4 separate regions of the Zea mays genome follow, and regions 1, 2 and 3 are each linked to region 4. Evidence: chromatin contacts called from public Hi-C data. All regions are on one chromosome and are shown on one strand. The core of a region is the stretch at or near the end of the contact, and the rest is flanking DNA. Distances in the headings are between cores, read along the strand shown.

Region 1 (3,184 bases), core at 561-3,060, 220 kb after region 4:
CGAACTCCGTGTTCAAGCATAAATCGTACATTTTTTTAGCGTAAATAATACACGCGGTAGTCATAAAACACAATAATCAAAAAGAAAACACGAATCAGATGAGGTAGTGGTCGGAGGACGTCGTCGATGACACAAGCACAAATGTAGGTCGTCACTCGGACTGCCCAAACTACGCTGGATCGGAGGATGTCACACGCGATCATCGCTGCGCGCACCTCGTGCCTTCCGTGATGCCGCTCGCTCGAACCTCGCGCCTCATGCGTCGCCGTCGCTACTCGCACGTCGAGGGGCGCCACTTGCTCGCCGGCCTTGGAAGTGCCGCCGCCTCGAGGCCTCGGGGACGCCGCCGTTTGCCCGCACAAGGGCCCTGCTGTCGCTCGCCCTCTGGATCGGGGAGCCGCCGCCACTGCTCCGGATCGAGGAACCGCCGCCACCGCGCGTCGAGGTCAGGGAGCCGTGGCCACCGGCTGGTGGTCCACTGTCGCGCACGCTCTCGGGGAACCGCTGTCGTCGCACTCGTCGTCACTAATGAATCGGTGTGGAGCGTAAAAAACTGAACCCTACCACTACAGATCTTGTTTTATAGACGTCCGGACTTGATCCGACTCGACCGGATTGCACTGTCCGACCTGGGCTTACTCTAGTTATTGGAAACACAGAGCTCTCTCTCTCTCTCTCTCTCTCTCTCTCTATATATATATATATATATATATATATATATATATATATATATATATATATATATATATATATATATATATATATATATATATATATATATATATATATATATATATATTCAGTAATGTTGTTGGAACGTACGCAAAAAAATGCCTAGAACATATTGTATAGTTATGTTCAACCAACATTTTTTAATATCTCCGGTTAGCATTTTTAATAGTTATTTTCTAGCGAGCATGAATGGATAACTGGGTATCAAACTCTGTAACCAAACTTTGATGAAATGCAGAACGTGAGAACGATGGCAGCACTTAGATTACAGGTCTAGGTGCAAAAACCAGAACTTCCTTGCAGCTCACACTGTGTTACACTGTTACCAGATCAGAATAACAGAAAAATTCCAAAAATATGGGTCTACGGGAAACTGGAACATGAAATCCCCTGGGTTTCATGGGCATTAAATAGGGGCGAAGCTACTATGTACATACATCCTAAAATTCCAAAAATCAGTTATGTTCAATTTTTTACCATATAAGCACTATCCATATGTCATTCTTATGCATTCATAAGGAAATGCATCCTTTTATATTTGCTCTAGTTTCGCCACTAACATTAAACATGCTGACATGGTATTGTATTGATAAAAACAGAGATGATAAAAGATTCATATGAGCTTGTACACTGTTTCCACCGAGACTGGCATCAGGTTGTCCAGCCATTTCTTCATTCAATGTTGTTGCTTAAAGGTGCACAACCGAGACGGTGAATTCAACTGAACTGCCCGCACCCGCCGTGAAGATCCCGTGCGTGCCGTGGAGACCTGCAAGCCGGGAAAGCCACCTGCATCGGTCATGGAGATCCCGTGCGCAGCAGCCGGAGTTTGGGATCTCATCGACATTCCATCTGTCGCCGGAGCCATCCAGTTTCCACCCGCCGGAGAAGGGCTTTTGTTGTTCCGCGCTGCCACAGGAGCTGCAGTGTCAGCACCCTTGATTGCCGACGGCTAGCCTGAATACACGGCTGGAGTTTCAAAACTACAACTCGCTAGTATTTATTACAGGTACCAATATGGGCCGCGTGAATCAACGAATCCATTCTGATCCTGAAATCCTTGAGTTGGGCTTACGGCTCTTGCGGCCCAACAACTCCACCTATTGGCCGGAACTTGAATCTCTCGCATCCTTCTCTGCACTGCCGTCACGGTTGCTGACAATCATACCACTTGTCGCACCCTTGATTGCCAACGGCTAGTCGGAATACACGACTGGAGTTTTGTATTGCTAATGATCCAAAACTGTCCAGAAACTATAACTTGCTAGTATTTATTACAGGCACTAATATGGGCCGCGTGAATCAACGAATCCATTCGGCTCCAAAAATCCTCGAGCTGGGCTTACGGCTCCTGTTGGCCGACACTTGAATCTCCCACACCACATCCTTCTGTGCACTGCCGTCACGGTTGCTGACATGCAGGTGTCTCCCATGGCCGCCAGGTCATGGCGGCGTGAATGGTTTACGCCCGGCGGCAGTCAACCGGCTAGGAAACGGCGGCGCGAAGCCACAGCGCCCGGCGCCCGTAAGGCCCGCCTGCCCACGCTCGGTGCGAGCGTCTCCTACGCCACCGGTTGTCTGGGCGCGTCTCTTTGCCATGGCCGGTAGATGGCCGTGCGCCCATGCGAACAGAAGAGAAAAAAAAGTAACGAATCGTTTAGATCTTAATTAATTTGGTGGGAGGGGATTTTTGTAAAAATAACTTAACCCCAAAGTTGGGTAAGCCACTTTTTTGGCTTCATTATTCCTATACAAAGGGGAAATATTTATTACTTTATTAGCAAAAGCCATTTTCTAGACTAATGTTTGGTATGACTTATGGAAAAAGACACGAAGCCAGGGGAGAAACGGGTGCCGAGAAGCCCGGTCAAAGCGCCCTTATCTATACTATACTTAAAGCACCAGTTTTAACGGTCGTCGTGAGTCATTTTTTTACAAATAACCCCTACAACTATTTTAAATTAATCTGCTACACGTTTATAAATGTCAAACGACGCCCGACACGGGCTAGATACACGCGGTGACGCGGGCTACAACTATGGCACAGACACGTCATGTCGGCCTGCTAACTGTGTCGGGCCAGCCCGTTAGCCCGTCGATCCATTTAATTAAATTAGCGTAAAATGTTAAAAAACGATGTAGGAGGTGGGGTTCGAACACATGCCCTGATGAAAGAAGGGCGAGAGACACTGGGTGAAACTGTCTAACCAGTAGAACATCACACTAAGATATTTCTAATATTGAATATAAATTGTATATAGGTATATACGTTTTTTTGTAAAATAAAAAAAATAATCGTGTCGGCACGGGCCAGCACTACGGGCCGAGGCTACAGCCCAAGGACGGCATGACGTTCTTGGCTCATGCAAGCATTAGGTCGTTTCTGAGACCACATTGGCGCAATGGACTACATACTGTTGAGGTTGCTGAATTGGATGAAGCAGCAATGATT
Region 2 (3,445 bases), core at 301-2,800, 180 kb before region 4:
AAGAAAAAGAAAAGTGTATGCAGAGAAAAAGAGAGAGGTCTAGCTGAACAAAGTTTACTGTAAATGAGAGGAACAATGATTTGCATAACTTGTTTATATCCACATTTATCTACAATACTCTCATGATGTCTGTGATGGCATTTCAAATATCTTTCTCCACAAACACAGCTTGCATCCATTTCCAAGTATTTCAGCATGCATTTAACATATGACATGATCAAATATCCACATGGACTTGTAGTGATGTTCCATGTATGTAATACTCCATTCTGCATGTATGGGATGACAATGGCCTCTCAAATGTACAACTATATATGTACAGTAGAGGCACTGATATTGCGCTTGAAGCACAGGGACCTATGATGATACAATAGAAAACTTGATGGCTTACCTCTCATGGATAATGAAATTTGACATAAAATGGATGAGAATTTCTCTTCTCTCCCCAAGTCCAAATGTGCTAGTCTCTGTGCTAGCTAGGTCATGGAGAGAACACAGACTAGTAGTTTGTGCACTCTGGATAGGTTTCGGACCCGGTTTTCCTTAAAACTGGATAAATTACATTCTTCTTCTTAATTAAAAAGGTAGAGCTCCTGCCATTCAGTTCTAAAAAAACACAGACTAGTGCCGTCCTTAAAGGCGAAATTGCATTCTGTGGCTATAAATTGAAGCACCAATTTGTTTCTTCCCGACAAACCATGACTAGGTTTTCTTCTTGCAGACAAGCCGAGGTAAGGTTATTAGGAGTAGAAGACGTTAGGAGCCTACGGTGATTGGTACCATCATCTGCCCACTTTTTTCACGGAATCCTGCCTACCTGTACTCTGGAGCAAGATCCCAACGGATTCGCTTTCCAGTATCATCATGACTCGTCGCTGAACAAAGAGTTCGTCTACAGTTCGTCGCTGATTATCCTAGTTACCCACCAAACAGCAAAGGAATTGAGAACAATTAATTAGCTCAATGCTCTAGGCCGACAAATCTGAATTGGACCTTTGCGCAAGGAGGTAGCAAAAGATAACTTGCCAAAGCGCAACGTATCGCGATTCGCGACAAAGCCAAGCCCCGACAGGGGACTAAGTCGCAGAACTCCCATCGGAATCAATTTCGCCTGATTCAGTCAACTCGGCCAATCACCAAGCCAGGATCCCCAAGCAACCCGGGTGGCTTAGCTTCAATCGTCAATCGACCCCGTGTCCGCCAAAAGAAGCCCGAAACCCCACGACGCTGTGAGACAGAGAAACGCCCGAAGTACCAAAAAGGATCCCAATAGCGAACGCCTGAAGTCCCAAAAAGGATCCCAATAACGATTTCAAATCAAAAGGTAAAGGAGATGAGCCGTACCACCACCGCCCACCGGCAGCAACAGACAGGAACGCCGGCGAGTCCGGGAGGAAAGAGGGGAGGACGCGCAAAGAGCCTTCTGCTTTGCAGGGTCGGCGGCGAAACTGGGACGGGACGGATGCTTTCACCTCTCGGTTGGGAGTTGGGACTGCGAAGAGGGCGCCGCGGCTGGGTTCTGCCTTTTTCTTGCGCTGGGCAGGCTGCGGCGGTTTCTTCCGCGTACGGCCTTGCCTTTGCCTACTGCCCAACCACCAGCACCCGAGCGTCGTTCGTGAATCTGGCTGGAATCGTATTCGTCCCGTCCCCTCGTGCGGCGCGCCTCCCGGTTCGAGGCCGACCTGGTTTGACCGTCTGAGGGCTTGTTCGGTTATTCCCAATACACATGGATTGGATTGGATTGGAAAAAATTGAGAATAAGTTTGACTTACTTGAGATTCAAACCCATCCAATCCCACTCAATCCACATGGATTGAGAGCTAACCGAACAAGCCCTGACATGGAACAGATGGAACATGCCTGGAGCAACCCCGTTAACAATGGAGTGTATAGGATGACTCCCTATTCTACCTTCAGTGTAATATCAATTTAAATAGTTTTAAAAATATTTTTAATCTAAATAATAAATAAAATAATTTATCTAAATGTCTTCTAAAGACTTACTTATATCTCCAGCTCCACAAATTTCTAGATCACCTAATGATACGCTCCAACAACTTCACCAAATTTTTTGAATCTGGAGTTGTCCTAAAAATGGCTTAAATCTAGAGCAACGGGTGCCTTCACTTAGAGCAACTCCAAAAGCATAGCTAAATCAATTAGTATTGATAAAAATAGAAAAATGATAGCTAAAACTCAATCCAACGGACTCTTTATCTTGCCCGCTTCTCTACCCCGCTCGTCATCCCATCCAAGCCGCTAGGCATCTTTGCCGAGTCCGCCCAACTCGCCATCTCCCTCCTCACGTGTGTGTTGCGCGCCTTCCCTCCCTTGCGCCATCTCCAAGCCGCTAGGCATCTTTGCCGAGTCGCGCCATGTCAAACTTGTTGTCCTCGTGTCGCTCCCATGCCTTGTTGTCCTCATCCTATATGTGTTGGTCCTTGGCCGCTTAGAGGGACCACAGGAAATCACATGTATGCTCGCAGGCAGTCGAGATCATAGCTAACTAGCCACCCGTTGGTACTGGTCGTGCAGTCGGTAGAGAAGAGGAGGGGCGTGGCTTCCATAGGGCCGACTTGATTGCACCTCCCTGCTATTCCTCCCTCACCTACTCTCTAACATAGATGAGTACGATTTCGTTTTAAATGAGAAGGGTGAGGCCACGAGGAGCAGCGAGGAGGATACATGTGTGGCTCGACCTACACAGCGACGACGACCAGTCTTGAGGTCACGGCGGTGATGGCCGATTGTCTGGTGATTTGAATATGGATAGATAAGATTTAGAGAGTTAATTGGTTTATCCCATCGTTTAAGAGGTAGTCTATTTTTTAGAATCCTCGTAAAACTCTAAATTTACCTAGGATTATATCTAGACTATTGGAGTTAGTCGGAGAGCAAATCTTCGGCCGGGTGGCGGAGTGCACCCGCCCTAAATCCTAAGATGAGGAGGGACCTAGGCGTTTTGCTTGTTAGTTGGGAAGACGAGAAGAACACAAGAACACATGAGGGTTTAGAGTGGTTTGGGCCGCCGGAGCGTAACACCCTACTCCACTGTGTGATGTATTGCTTGTGAGCTTGTATGAGCTTGTGAGTCCAAGATTGGGTCTCGCATGCCTCCCCTTTTATAGCTAAAAGGGGGCATGTACAAAAGGACTCTAAACCCCGACACGTGAGCTCAGATACATAATAGATGATATAACCGGAGCAACTAATGTCGGTCACCTTGCACCATCCCCCTGTGCCCCGACATCCGCCGTTCGAGTACAGTTGGCGTGTTGCCGAAGGTTCCTTGGTGTCATCTAAGTCATGATGGCCACTGCGCGTGTGCTGTGGCGTGGGCGTACTGTCCATTGCCTGATTGGACAGGTACGCCGCCTGGTCTGGTCGCCGCCTGCCATCAGACTGGACGGGGCGCATTAAATGCCGAGTCGGCACATCGCCTGCC
Region 3 (3,698 bases), core at 336-2,835, 220 kb before region 4:
TCTTTAACAGATGTTTTTTGTTATTTTCTCGAGACCTAAATGTTCATCGACCAAACTTGTTTTTGTATCAGTGTATAATATTATTGTTACTGTTTTTGTATGTCGTAGACTATATTTTTGTATGTCATTGAAATTACCTATAAAATTATCACTGTGTATCAGTGTATATGTATGCAGTTGGCTTGATGTTAGACAATAAGCTGAACCTATGGGGTTTCTATGGGTTTCCACCCAATTACGGGTTGGTTTGGAGTCAATAATATTATTGGATGGGTTGGGTTTAATTTCTTTCTTATATTTTTGGATGGGTGTGGGATGAATATCAAAGTTATTAGATTTGTGTATGGGTGGGCGTGGGTTGGATTTTTTTGCCATTAGCAGGCCAGCCCCTAAATGTAAACACAATAATATATATGAGATATAAATTTAATAGTCTTATGTCTTCCGCGGATCAATGTAGAAAAATATGATTCTAGTTCGAGAAAAAGCATAAAGAATACTTAAAGAATAGAAGAATTAATTCAGTCTCCGAAAGGAGCCGTAGATATATCTATTATAAAATAATCACAAGTAAGATTGCACTTGATAATAACACTGATAATGATCCTCTAGATTGCTAGATTGAGACAATTAATAGTGTTGAGGTTGATGATGTTAATATGAATGCCACTACTATTAGCGCTAACTAGAATACTTGGCTTGATGGGCATGCTAGCGATTCTTTTTGGTCTGATATATTTGGCCTTAGATACCTGGATTTTCTTGATCCTAAATAAAATTATTTTTTGGCACAAAAGGAGACTAAACGAGAGAAATGTCCTACAGACAAACATTCTAAAAAGTTTTCTACGTTATCTATAATAAAATTCTATCAAATGGAAAAATATTATGATAGATATTGGCTTGCCTATTATAAGGAACTTGATAAAATCCTTTTGCATTGACCATAAATTTTATTCCTACGCAGTATATTGCAACTTTATGTTATTAAAGTTTTTTTTCTAGTGAGATAGGTCTCGTTCTAGAGTCTGGTACATGGACCGGCACGGTCCTGAAAATAGGATTTGGTTATTTAGAAACAGAGAGACTTGAGTCATATAATTATTTGTAACCCGGTAGACAAGGTTACGCTTATCACTTTATCAGCTTATGCAAGCACAGCACAGCCACGGCAAAGCTTTGACATGTGACCTTTCTTGTGCAGCCACGCGGGGACGCATGTGATTTGCTCTGGCCGCGGAAAGCTTTGCCCCCCTGGGTGGCTGGGTCCGATTCCGAGCAGCGATGTGCCGGCATAGCTTTTCCTCTCTCTCTCTCTCTCTCTCTCTCTCTCTCTCTCTCTCTCTCTCTCTCTCAATTCCCTCGCTCTCACAGTTTGCTCGCTCCCTCACGATTCACGATTCGCGTGGACCGGTCCAATCGATTGATGGATGATACTAGTGGGACGCACCGCGCACGGACGAATCCCGTGTAGCTTTCGGCTTTCCGATTGCCTTTTTCGCCGTTCCTGGCAGGGGACCCCACGGCCTGCTGATCATTCCGATCCCCACGACGGCGACGGCGAGACGTGCCAATGCCGGATAGGGGTGTGTGTGTGCGCCCCTGGCGGACAGGCAGGCAGGTGTCTGCCTCCGCGCGCGCGTGTTGACGACTGGACCAGTCAGTGGCCGCGCGTTGTCCAGAAGGAATTGAAAAAACGTTAGGTCCACATGGTGGACTCGTCCACCAGCTTATACCCACCCGGAAGGCCGGAACACACGAGTGAATGATGTTCGATTAATTAATTAACAATCTCGATTTGCTGTTCTTTTAGACGCGTTTGGTTGCGGGACAGCTAAAACAGAGACGTCTCTTGGTGTCCTTTCTCGTCCCTCCAATTTTAAGAGATAATTGAGAATAACACTGGGATAGTCCTGTCCTAACCTTTGAAACTTATTTGAGGGATCGTTTCATCCCATCCTGTCATTGCAATCAAACGCACCTTAATGACTATCTTGATGACTCATCTCGATTCAAATACAGGAACTGGACCTGATTAGCGGCTATGGTCAGAACTCGGATCAATCACGGTCATCATCGATTCAACTGTGCGCTGCGACATCAAGCAACTACTACCGGTAGGTGGTAGCTATTGACACGAACACGCGAGAGAATCCAAGTAAACAAGTGAAGGTAGGAATACGATTATATATATAGGATTGTATCCAAGAGGCAAGAGTCCAAACTTTGTCCGTGGAAAAAACTACAACCACGACTTTGATTTTTCTTGGCGAGACGGACCCGTGGCCGGGGCTGCAGATTTGCCTGGCGCCGGTGGCACCGCTCCCACTCTCGCAGTCGCACAGCAAACGCAGTGGCAGGTGGTCGTCGACGCCCCACCACGCACGTCGCACGGCACGGCGCGGATGCCATCATGCAGGGCAGGGCACCAGTCGCTGCGTACGTCGTGGGCTGCAGCAGGACGCAGCACTGTTGCTGCAAGTGGCAGGTGGTCACGCTCCTCCCCCCACGATACGCAACAAAGAGCAGCCGATTGATGCCCTTTCTTAGCTTTTCACTACAACTCAGACGTTATTAGCTTAATTAATGATATGGACACTTTACAAAGTTAATTAGCACGTACATCAGCAGTCGTCGACTCGTCGTTTGGTGCAGACACGCGCTCGCACAGCAGAGGAAAACAGTGGGACATCATAAATCAGTAGAGAAAAAACATATAAGCTACGTCCTTAGTACGAACTACAAAGAAAAGAAACTCTATAGACGTCTATCAGACCTGTCAGCGCGAAGAGCCAGTAGAAATAGTTATGTCCCACGGATGGCTAACTGAGAACCATCGGTACAAATTCTTTTTCAGAAAATATAAACCGGGTTGTAAAAATAGCAAAAATAATATATATTTTTTAATCACGGGAGGCCCCACCTGCTCTCATCTCTGCTAAAGTCACGACATTTCTCGCACAAAATTTGCACACTATTGGAACTTGCTCTCAATTGCAAGGAGGCCAACAAGGGTGAACAGTGGTGACAACAGAGTTACGTGCTAGAAGGCAATAGCTCTGTTAATCTGGCCTCCCACGGGCACTGTGCAGGGGTATTTATAGGTACCTGAGCGCCCAGCGCCTTGTGCTAAGAACGCATGTGCCCTCAGCTACCTAGATTATCCCCAGAATATTCCCATAAAGCGGGGTTACAGACCGTAATTACAGGGATGCCTTTACAAATTAGGCCCGTAACAGACGGCGGCCACGCAGGGCCCGTTACAATGGGCCGGATCGCACGCGGGCCTCTGAGCTGGACGAGGCCGCACTGTGGGATGACTTTGTCGCAGGTCTTCGTCTGGTGCCGAATCAGCGAAGGGTGTCCCTGCCTGTTTTGTCTCTGTCAGACCGGCGGCTGCAGCGAAGACTTCGAGCGAAGGGTGGCGTCTTTGCCTTCGCCCCAACACACACTACCAGGCCGGTAGGAATCAAACCGACGACCTCACTGTTTCACGTAGCCTTATTGAGAGTACCTAGATGGGGGTGAATAGGTAATCCTGTAAAAACTTGAAACTTAATTCAACAAAACTTGATTAGTAGTTAGCACAATAAGGCCAAGTGGCTAGAGAGGAGTTCTCTTGTGAGACACAATAAACACAGTAAGGACAAGTACAAGAGACATGAGGATTTATCCCGTGGTTCGGTCAAGTACAAAAC
Region 4 (3,364 bases), core at 745-3,244:
CAGGAATTTTAGCTCTCTCATCCCAGTCCTCCGGCTTCTTGTCATCAGGGTCAGGAATGGTCTTGGATGGGATAAGTGCTGGCTCAAAATCATCAGCAGAAAGGAAGTTCGCCTTCTTCTTTTCTTCCCCATCTACCAAAATTTTGACCTCATTGTCTGGCTTCAAGATAGCCGTGTAGACATGAGAGAGCTTGTCATATGGGACAGATGGTGGGAATTTGAGATGATGCTCAACATACTTTCCAGTCTTAGGATTCTTGTGCTTAAGGATGAAATGAACCTTGTTGGTTGATCCACACTTATCTGGACCAAACATAATAGTGTATGGAGTCTCATTATCAAACTCCTTGGCATCCCATCCAGCATCCTGAGGGCGGATGTACTTAATGTAGGCACCTCCGCATTCAAGGCCATTCTGAAGTCTCACTTCAAACTGCAGGACCACTGTCCCATCCTTCAAGGTAACTGGCTCATCAAGCTCCTTGATTATGGCGTATTTCCTTGCCTTCTCACTAACAAGGAGGCCATAGTCCTCATGACCATCACTCTTGGCATGCCTCCACACACCTACAAAACAGAGTATGTAGGCATTAAGCTATGAAACACACAAAAAAGAACAGAAATTATGACTACAATGTTCAAACAGTGGCAGGCAACAAGCAGTTAAAATAAGGATTGCAATACTGTTTAAAATGGCATTACAGAACCAGGATACTACTCCCTTCATCCACATATGCAAGCAACATGTTGTTTCGGAAAGTGTAACTTTGCAAACTTTGACTAACAATTAGTCAAATTAATTATGGTGTGTTTGGTGCACAAAGGTTGCATAGATGCATATTCAAATTATAACAAATGACACCAATATTCACAGATAAATAGCATACCAGATAACCAGAAAGATCTAACAGGCACCTACTAAAACTTAGTACCGCAAGCTTACTTCATATGAAGAGTGTTTAATGTGGGCACAGAATTACAGGAATATAAAAATACCACTAGCAAACTGAACATACTGACAATTTTATTATTTTTTGGATGACGTAGTTCATTAACACATGCATATAGATAAAATTATTATTCAAAATATCTCCTGATGTCTCATCCTATAATCTAGTACAAGTTAATCACTCCCTCCAGTTAGGAATAGATGAGGCTACTTTCGATTATCTGAGCATCAGTACATTTTGGCAGTTACAGAAACATCAACCATCCATATCAACAATGAGCACACTGCACACACAGAGAAACCAGTCACTCCAATGATCCTCTGTTCGTTAGAGCTACAGACCATTGTAACTTGTGTTGGCACACTCAAAAAGTTATACTGTAAGCTGGAAGGCAAGAACACTCCTCGATTGCATATAGTACGTTGGAATGTGGAGACTAGCCATAGCTCTGCATCTAGAGCGGTGCTGCTAGCGAAGCACATCCGGACAAACTAAAGCACATACATGATTGACAACATACATGACTGACAGTATCAATCGTGGATCTCATGAGTAATTGCACAGTTACCTCTCAGTTTAAACACGGGAAAGTGCGATCTCGGACGAAGAAGCTCCCATAACCCCACTAAACCCACGGATCTAAACAGATCTAGCGAAACCATAACGAGCGAGAGAAAAAAAATGCGCGCGCTTACCTTGGTATTCATCCTTCTTGGAGACGACCCATCTCCCCTCAAAGTCCTCATCGAACGGCTCGTACAGCAGCTGCAAACAACAACACCGAAACCCGGAGTGACCATCACAAATCTCACCCACAAAGTTCCGAGGGAAAAAAGATAGCGAAATCGCAACAGGCTGGCTTAGATTACCGGGTCGGAGGCGTGGATCTGAAAGACCAACGCCGAGACCAGGAGGAGGAGGAGGAGCGCGCGCCCTCCCATCGTCCTCTCAATGTCACGATCTCCTCGAGCCGGGGAGTTTCTCCAAACCTTCCAACCAGAGCGAGGCCTCCGCGAGAGGGAGCAGACGCTGGCAGTATAAGAAGTGGGCGCGGTGGAGAGGCTACACGGCTGAGATCAGGAGAGAGGAAAAGGAACGGTGGGTAGCAGGGCCGGCAGTTGCGAGGAGAAGGCCTTGGTGTGACTTGTTCCGACCAATGGGAGGGCGCGGGACGTGGTGCTGACCAATTGCACGCTGCCACGTCTGACTCGTGACGCTTTGCTCTTGTAGGACGCCATGTCAGCCGCCCCACGAACACGCACGACGGTGGTATCCGGCCAGCCGGCATCTCCAGTGAATACAGAGGCCTTCTACTGACTTTAGATATTCTCGATGACAATTTTGTACCACTTTTTTCAACACTGACATATCATCAAAAATGCTATAAAACTATGAATAAAATAATGTCTCTTAATGTAAAATTTCACTTCACTATTTCATACATTAACATGTCAATTAAATATTGCAACTCAATGACCAATACAAATTAGTAAAATATGTGAAGAGAAACAAATCATTTTCAATGGAGGTCTCCATGGTTTCTAAGACATTGGAAAAAAAAGTTGATGTGACACACTATTAAATGTGTGTGAAACCACTATAAAATCATTATTGTGAATAGCCTTAGGGCACATACAGCGCCGTTAAATACGACGTCTCTAAAGTCACGTAAGCTACAATTAAATAAAAAAAATTCGACGTGGATGCTAATTAAGGAGAAGATAGGCATAGATCGTCCTTTAGTGAAGACACGGTTTCGGCCTATGCTCCAATACAAGAGACGGTAAGACAACCAATGTATGACTTCTTTGGTCCTTGTTCCACACATGATAGGTAACCTACTGTATGACTTATTATTTATATTGTATATACCTGTTTGTAATATACATATAGACAACTATTGTTTGTGGGTTGTACATGCTCTTATGGGGTGTTTGGTTTCACCTAATGTCATATCAAATGTTTAAATGATAACTACGGATAGTAAATATAGTCTAATTATAAGATTAATTGTACAGATAAAGACTAAAAGACAAAACGAAACTATTGAACCTAATTATGTCTATATTTAATATTTATAATTGATATTTAGATAATTGATATGATACAAACTAAATTTTAGTCAGGGGAACTAAAAATACCACGTAAATTTTATAAGTGGTAGAGTTTCAACAGTTCAACAATTATGGGTTGTTCCTCTCTTTCGTACGTCATGCCCCTCATGTGTAACAGTCTGTCAAGGTAATAGACGACGACAGAGAGGCACCAAAGGGTATTCGGGTGAAGAAGCAAAGCACCAGAGTATTTGGGCTAGATTGGACCCAGCAATGGGGGTACACTGTTGGCGAGCGTATGTAACTGAGGCCATGTGGGAGTTGGAGACTTAGCTTGGGGAAGGAGTTGGCGCTGGTTGT

Evidence for each region. A called contact is a pair of places that touch in the nucleus more often than the background predicts.
Region 1: a Hi-C map of leaf shows a contact between it and region 4, with 5 times the contacts expected there. The contact joins the enhancer-like site here to the promoter of LOC100283947 in region 4. A contact is called at or near these places in 7 of 25 Hi-C or Micro-C datasets (ear, endosperm, leaf and 1 more) and 1 of 3 datasets of contacts at active chromatin or transcription factors (leaf).
Region 2: a contact with region 4 is called in a Hi-C map of bundle sheath, with 2.0 times the contacts expected there. The contact joins the promoter of LOC100281212 here to the promoter of LOC100283947 in region 4. A contact is called at or near these places in 9 of 25 Hi-C or Micro-C datasets (bundle sheath, ear, endosperm and 3 more).
Region 3: a contact with region 4 is called in a Hi-C map of leaf, with 4 times the contacts expected there. The contact joins the enhancer-like site here to the promoter of LOC100283947 in region 4. A contact is called at or near these places in 2 of 25 Hi-C or Micro-C datasets (leaf and tassel).

Annotation. Positions count from the first base shown.
Region 1 is chr2:63,747,926-63,751,109 of Zm-B73-REFERENCE-NAM-5.0, forward strand. No RefSeq gene overlaps it. Among protein-coding and RNA genes, the nearest start is that of LOC103646532, 160 kb to the right of the region's middle. Within about 2 kb of position 1,811, at least 14 of the 20 cell types and tissues checked have an H3K27ac peak or open chromatin away from gene starts, as enhancers often do. A contact at or near this core is called in ear, leaf and tassel, where this site is marked.
Region 2 is chr2:63,354,963-63,358,407 of Zm-B73-REFERENCE-NAM-5.0, forward strand. LOC100281212 reads right to left here and starts at 1,551. Exons shown (of 10, transcript NM_001154131.2): 1 at 1,345-1,551.
Region 3 is chr2:63,309,791-63,313,488 of Zm-B73-REFERENCE-NAM-5.0, forward strand. No RefSeq gene overlaps it. Among protein-coding and RNA genes, the nearest start is that of LOC100282091, 45 kb to the left of the region's middle. Within about 2 kb of position 1,586, at least 19 of the 20 cell types and tissues checked have an H3K27ac peak or open chromatin away from gene starts, as enhancers often do. A contact at or near this core is called in leaf and tassel, where this site is marked.
Region 4 is chr2:63,531,120-63,534,483 of Zm-B73-REFERENCE-NAM-5.0, forward strand. It overlaps LOC100283947 (calnexin), which reads right to left and starts at 1,995. Exons shown (of 6, transcript NM_001156845.1): 1 at 1,820-1,995; 2 at 1,646-1,715; 3 at 1-567. The coding sequence starts at 1,891. The region is part of intron 2 of LOC103646531 (a long non-coding RNA gene); the gene reads left to right.